Linked DNA regions of Zea mays: region 1 is linked to region 2. Evidence: chromatin contacts called from public Hi-C data. All regions are on one chromosome and are shown on one strand. Each heading gives the region's core, a stretch centred on a gene start, on an enhancer-like site or on the middle of the called end of the contact. The rest is flanking DNA. Distances are from core to core; before and after follow the strand shown. Region 1 holds the start of LOC103638011 (ALBINO3-like protein 2, chloroplastic). Region 2 holds the start of LOC100281980 (40S ribosomal protein S30).

What was found. A called contact is a pair of places that touch in the nucleus more often than the background predicts.
Region 1: a contact with region 2 is called in a Hi-C map of leaf mesophyll, with 3 times the contacts expected there. The contact joins the promoter of LOC103638011 here to the promoter of LOC100281980 in region 2. A contact is called at or near these places in 18 of 25 Hi-C or Micro-C datasets (bundle sheath, ear, endosperm and 5 more) and 2 of 3 datasets of contacts at active chromatin or transcription factors (leaf and seedling).

The regions. Positions count from the first base shown.
Region 1 is chr9:17,205,027-17,208,543 of Zm-B73-REFERENCE-NAM-5.0, forward strand. It overlaps LOC103638011 (ALBINO3-like protein 2, chloroplastic), which reads left to right and starts at 1,759. Exons shown (of 15, transcript XM_008661016.3): 1 at 1,759-2,604; 2 at 2,782-2,888; 3 at 3,272-3,399. The coding sequence starts at 2,120. It overlaps LOC103638012 (RNA polymerase II transcription factor B subunit 3), which reads right to left and starts at 2,593. Exons shown (of 5, transcript XM_008661020.3): 1 at 1,776-2,593; 2 at 1,599-1,672; 3 at 1,409-1,512; 4 at 1,201-1,269; 5 at 128-602. The coding sequence starts at 1,849. The coding sequence ends at 339.
Region 2 is chr9:17,008,591-17,012,216 of Zm-B73-REFERENCE-NAM-5.0, forward strand. It overlaps LOC100281980 (40S ribosomal protein S30), which reads right to left and starts at 1,623. Exons shown (of 2, transcript NM_001245894.2): 1 at 1,543-1,623; 2 at 923-1,444. The coding sequence starts at 1,546. The coding sequence ends at 1,260. It also overlaps the pseudogene LOC100279382.

The DNA of each region.
Region 1 (3,517 bases), core at 509-3,008, 200 kb after region 2:
AAGTTAGAAGAGGAAATTCTGATAAAATTAAATATCGTAGGGGCAATTTCTTTTTACGTTTGAGGTGAGGCTCGTAAAGCGTACGCATGTCCTTATACAAAAGAACGACTGTCACGATGACCTGAGATGAACAAGTACACAACGACGTGCATTTTCTAGCTTGGACAGAAAGCATGCTTTTGCAACCAAAGGCACACAAAGGGTGCTTCACCACAATTTGTGAGAATTCCATGTCCCAAAGATAATCACGACACAGATCATCCAACGCTTTGTAGTTTGACAGCCATTTTAAGTATGCTGGCTTTCCTCCAGGCCATGTGTTGCTTTTTGATCTAATCCTAGATGAATATGGCGCTAAACGCCTCCTCCAGCGCTCTTCTCTTGCTCAATTCAGCAGTCCATCCGCCAGCCCGTGCTGCTCGCTCTGCGCGTAGTCTCCTGGTCTCCTCGTCGTCTCCTTGCAGAGGATCCGACCCACTGCCGATTAGTTGGGGCGCCATACCTGTGGGGCGAGGCTGAGCCACTCCCCCAAGAACAGCGGCAGGTGCATACTGGCCCTGAACTCCTGCCCCGCCACTAATACCCTGAGAACTCCCAGCAGCCTGTTACAGATTGCAAGAGCACCAAGTGTTGGCATTTACACCAACACAGCATCAATGCATCAACATCTCAAGAAAAAAAATAGTACTCCCTCTCGTTCCAAATTCTAAGCCGCTTTGACTTTTTCGCTACATCCATTCTGTTATGCATCTAGAATTCTAGATATATAGCAAATTCTTGCGTACCCTAAAACTCAATTGCCCCTTTGATCACTAAATCACCACTCCTGCATAATTAATTTTATTTTCTAGTGCAAAGCATACATCCAATACTGTGATTACGATCACAATTTCCAATAGAACATGTTGATAAGATGTCAAGGTGATAAATCTGAAAGCTGTCACTTCATGATTCAGCATTTCATCACTACCATATTCTCATGATATTTACTAGAAGTTTGCCTGGTTGACATGCTAAATACTAGTGCCAAATATTTCCGATGCAAGTAACTTACCAGTAACACCAGCATGATGGGATTGCTCGTGTACTTACACAACCAGCTATCAGATTATCAGATCTCTAAGCTAAAGAAAACCCATATTTTATAACCTTCACAGTTAATTTACGAAGGAAACATATATCTCGAAGATATCTACTGACCGTATCATTTGCTTCGGCCTTTACAGGGTTCATCCTGCTTGCTTTAAGTGCTGCCGCAAGATCTTCCGCCTACAAAGGAACACATTATTACATAAAAGATAAATCTTTCTCAATCGGATATATGAATATGTCGAAGGTTAGGGTAAAACATTTCAACGGGAATTTTGGTACTCCATAAGACTACATCGCGGATCATGACAATACACACCCTTTTAGCTCTGGACAAGTATATCTGCTCCGCATTTTCCTGTTGGTATCTTGCAATTTTTGCTTCAATCTCCTCGACATCTATCCCTTCGATCAGGTTGAAAGCTTGAAAAGAAAATTCAAACCTGCTAAGTTTTTCCCAACTGTATAATTCAAGAATAATAGATTAACGAAAAGGGGAAACAACTCACTCATATCCTCAACTTCTTCCAGATAATCGTTGTAGTCTTTCAGAGTAGGGAAGTGTTCCTGCGTCTTGTTGAATCTGAACCCAAATCCATACAAAATAATGGCCGTTAGCAGCTTGATAGAAAAGAATCCCTTTTCTTACAGATAACAGAGAGATTGATTAAGGGTGTGCAGCGCACATGCTGGCTATCCTGCGGCGGAGGGTCATCTCCTTCGCCCACGCGTTCCCCCCGCCGCCTGACACCATCACCATCTCACCGCCGCGGCCTAGACCGCAGGATCAGGTCCTGCACTGCCGTGGACTCGCGCCGCGGCGGGTTCGACCTGGGAAGTGAGCACGGTGGCTAGGGTTCGGAGTGGGGAGAGGAATGGGGGAGAAACGTATGCGGTATGCCTCAACGGCAATTAGGAGAAAAATGAGAGGTCCTTCCGACAAATTGCTGGTTTTAGTCGATCTGAGCCGTCTGATTACCGATCCAACAGCTAGTATCTTGCACATGTCAAGGGTTTACTTGTCACTTGCATGCACGTGACGAACGCCATGGCGCTTGCGGTTCGTCTCATCGGCCGCCGCCGGTTCCTCCCGCCGCCGCTCGCCGCCGCCGTTGCTCACCTCTCTGCCGCTTCCCAGAGCCCGTGCCACCACCACCACCCACTTCCGACCCCCGCGCTCCCGTTGCCCCCTCGTGAGCTCCATCCTTTCGCTCTCCACTGGCGAAGCTTCTCCTGGTACTCCCGCTCCGGCTCCGGGTCTGATAGCAGTCCCGGCACCGCTGCCGCGGACGCTCGCGGAGAGGACGTGTACATCGAGAAGGAAAGCGTGCACTTGGATGGCGTGACAATCGTTGATGACGGGGGAGGGGTCGTCAGTGAGGCGGGTGCTGCGGCGGATGCCGTGGGAGATGCCGCCGGCGCCACGGCCGACGGCGTCGGGGGAGTGCCGGAATTGGCTGTTAGCACAGTTTTGGACCTCATGGACGGGATCCATAGCCTCACCGGACTGCCGTGGTTGGTCTCTCATCACTGCTGAAAAAAACATTCCATTTCCCGTTTATTTTTGGCAACATGCTGTCTCGTGCCAATTTGAGGCTACGCTTTTGCTCGTACTTTTGCTTATGCTATGAATATCCCCTGTAATTGAGCCAATGAATGTAGTTTAAGTTTAATTTTTGATGTTCACGACAGGTGGATGACAATCTCCTTTTCTACTGTGGCCATGAGATTGTGGATACTTCCCGTCCTCATAGTGCAGTTACAGAAGACTGCTGAAATTGGTGAAGTGTTCCGAAAAGGTAAGTTGTGCTGCCTGATCTGCAAGCTTCCTATTGTCTGGTGATGCAGCAACGTGTGGGCTAATCATTTTCTTTATCCATCTTAGAGAAATTGAGCAGAAGTATATTCTAAATTCCAACGGATTTCCTTATGCAATTTAATACGTTCCATTGACAATTAAGGATCAATACCCCTGTGCCTCAATTCAAACAAAAAAGAGGTCAATATCCCCTCCTGAAGTAATTGTACGATACTACGATAACACCTATTGCCTAGTATTGTTTAACTCAAAATACTTACGTAACAGGAGCCTGATTTCAGAGATACATCTGTGGTATTGGCTTTAATAGATTGTGCATTTTCCTCATGTTTCTGATTGCATTCTCATATATCGTTTTTGAAGTGTCCACTTCATTACCCCCTCCTCAGCCTGGAAGCAATTTCCGTGAACAGTACACTCTGTTCCAGAAGAAAAAGAAGGAGCTTGGTTGCCCCTCATTTATCTGGAATTTTGCCTATTTTTTGGTACAGGTAATAATATAAATATTGTGACAAGATCTTTTTGGCTTCTGCCCTTCACATAGTTTAATATTAGTTACAGATCTTATGACGCCGTCAGTTAATTTTGCAGTGTATATTTTATTGTTCC
Region 2 (3,626 bases), core at 373-2,872:
GGTTCAGCAGTGTGATAGACTCTCCCTAAACCCTAATCTCTAAATCCAAAAAAAATTTAAAATTGAAGTGGAGCATTTACATAAAAATAAATTTAAAATTATAGGAGACATATGAACAATACTAAACTGTAGAGGTTACTTTATCTTAAGCAAAAGTTCGAGAAAGATATATTAAAAATGAGACATATCCTTTTTTTTATAGCTAATTCAACAACTTGTCCTCGGTACTATTGAGAAGCGCCGTATGATATTAGACTTGACTGACTGTTTTCTCACATTCTATCTAGAGACCACTTAACGGCGCACGACAACAATAGACCGCAAGTTAGATAAAAAAAAAGTATGAAGATTTTTTTTTTTTTTTTTTTGCAAAAGAGAGGATTGTGGAAATCAGGAAAACTGGTGTTTCGTGTGTTTAGTTCAGCTTTCCGAAACAGATTTGCTGTCAAAAAATTGAAATATAAAAAATGTACAGGTTCCTCAATTCAAAATCACATACTCGGTTGCAAAAACACAACAGCCGCTGTTCGCAATGCTGCACTAACAAACATGGGAGACTCGCAAGAAAATGGAACCCTACCAGGTTACAAACCAAGGTACGATTGGAGGCAGGGGAATGGAATACAGATCGTTTGGAGACTCAAATCGTCTTCGAGAATCGGGATTGAGCAAAGCTTGAACCTCACTTTACACAAGGCTTACATTTCCAATTATCGTTCACACCGCAAATTATCATTCTACAGTGTCAAAACAAGGATAGAACAAGCACCTTCAATCAAATAGCAGGCTCGGCTCCGCTCCCACAAACTACCCGAACCTAGTACAGATCTTATCAGCAAGCTGGTTTCAAAGTGGGCTAACCATTCAAATTTATAACTGGACCATAATGCCAGCAATAACGAGTGAAAAAACAGCAGGTTCCTTAATCAAGCGAGGAACGCCGAACCAAACAAACAAATTAGGCAAATCTAGTCAATGTCATGTAGCCAATCGACGAATGATTTAACCCACCTATTTGCATAACATTTCACAAAGAATGCAAAAAGGGGCAAGAAGTCATTGCCACGTATCATCATATCTCAAAAATTCATCCTCGATTAATAAGGAGGTTGACATATAATCTCAAGCTCTCATCTCACCGCACGAAACTGAGACTGGAACAACAACAAAAAAAGATCTTCTTCTGCTTGCACAACGAAAACTACTACCAGGAAGAGCAAGAGCATAGGCATAGGCATGCGAGCCCAACGGCGTCGCGCCTACTTCTCGGACGAGTTGGGCCCGCGCTTCTTGCCGAAGCCGACGACGGCGGTGACGAAGCGGCGGTTGTACTGCATCCTCTTGTACGCGCGGCCGCGGGGCTTCTTCTTCTTGTCCTGCTTCGCCACCTTGGGCGTCTGCCCGCGGACCTTCCCGGCGCGGGCCAGCGATCCGTGCACCTTACCTGCGCATAGACACGGGACGCGACTCACCTTGATCAGCGCGTGAGTACAGGAGGGAGCAGCGAAAGGTGAGGAAGAATGAGAGCTGGCGGTGGGTTACCCATGGCTGCGAAGTGGCGGCTGCGGCGACGGAAGCGAGTGCGGGGAGGCTGAGAGATGCGTCGGTGTCGGCGGCGGCGTCGGCGGCGGCTGTAAAAGGAAACCCTAGGTGGTGAGGGGGATGGCTTAATACGCGTGAGGGTTTTTTGCGTGCGGGCCGATTGGGCTTCAGGAAGGGTCTGTCGTGGCCCGTGGGGGACAAGATTGACGGGCTTTGTCACACTGGCCTCATGTTACCGTTCCAACCTATCTTTACAACGCTCTCGCTCTCGGTGGATCACGAGTGAGAATTGAGATTCACGGATTAATGAAAGAAAACGATGGAGAACAGAGGCCACGGAAACCATGTTTGGCGGAGACTTTTGCCATTGTAAAACGCGACAAGTTCGGCTTCAACGAAATAGAGGCGTAGACGAGGTCTTGGATGATTTAGAGATTCACACAACGCACATACGCCGATATGGACTTGAGCTCTCTCTTAGACGCGTTCGACAGTGATTAATCCTCCACCGTGAGGATCAGTCAGGGCAGCCACCGTTCCCGTCTTCAGCGCCGTTACTGCTCGGGTCGCAGTTCCACCGCTACCGCCCTGCCCCGCCGACGCCGACACCGAGCACCCCTTCCAGCCGGACGAAGAAGAGGACGCAGTCAAACAACACCTTCTCGATTCTCCGCTCGAGGCCGCCTTCCTGCACCTCACCCTCCTCCGTCTCGACGCCAACCTTTGCGACGAAGTGGTCCGCCGCGGCTCCCACCTCCTCTTCTTCCACGGGGGCGGCGCGAACGGTACCGCCACTCCCCCTGTGCAGACGCTGCTGCTAGCGACAGCGGGCCGCAGCAGGAGAACCTGAGCGTGCCGGATTCGTCCGTGCCAAATGCGAAGAGAGCGAGGCGGAGGATGACCAAATTGGCCGTCGCGGTCGCTGCCGGGTCTGTCCTCGCCGCGCTTCTTGTCTACGCCATGATTGCGATGAAGAGGCTGGACGCCGCCGAGATTGGCCCAGCAGCACGGGAAGCAGAGGCGTTCGAGCAGAACATGGATGTTGTTGGCCGACTGCGCCATCCGAACCTTGTACCACTCCGAGCATTCTTCCAGGCAAAGGAGGAGCGGCTGCTTGTGTATGATGGTCGCCGAATGAGCTTCTGCTGCAGCTACGACAGCTGCTCGCGCGGCGTCGTACGAGTCAGCTACTCGCGCGGCGCTGGAGCTCCGGGCGCGGGCTCTCCTCGCGCAACCGTGACGTCGCCGACATGCTCTGCGACTACATCCCCAGCTACTGCGCCAAGTCGTGCTCGGCCGACGACGCCACCACCGCCTCGTCCTCCTCATCCTGCTCGTCTGGCTCCGTTCAGCTCACGCGGCATTGGGCGGCCTTCTTTCATTACATCCACCACCGATTCAACGCGGTGTCCAGATCGAATCTAGACTCCACTAATTTTATGGGCACGGAAGAGCCACGTGGAGTAGAGTCCCGTCAGAACTTCTCGAACAGGCACAAGAGGTGTTCTGTTCCGGAAATTATCGACCGATGGCTCACGCACTAGCAGCAGCAGCTCGGAACCGAAATCTAAATAAAAGTCCTGCCCACGCTCTTCGCCGACTTCGACGCTGCGCCGCACTTCTCCTGCGTCGTCACGGAGTTCTGCCCCGGCGGGGACCTCCACTCGCTCCGCCACCACATGCCCAACCGCCGCTTCTTGCCCCCGTCGAACCTGCTGGCGCCCGCCAATACAAGGGCGGAGTCCGTGTCGCAGCTGCTGCCGCACGTGAAGCTCCTCCGCCGCCGCCGCGGTGGCGGCGCTGGACGCCGGCCTCCCCGGCGAGGCCGTGCGCCATTTCAACAAGGTGCTCGACACGCGCCGCAGCGTGCTGTCGCACCCCTTCGCCACGGCCTGCCTCGACGAGCTGTCCATCATGATGCCATTGGAGAGGAAGAAGAGAGAAGGAGAGAGCTCACCGGAGATAGGAGTGGCGGCTACAGCACTGACGGCCATGCAGACGGAAACCGTGCCCCTGCAGACTGATTCGGACGGAGGAGGCTTAATAGTTGTCCTCAGCGTCTATAAGAGATTACGACTAGCGAG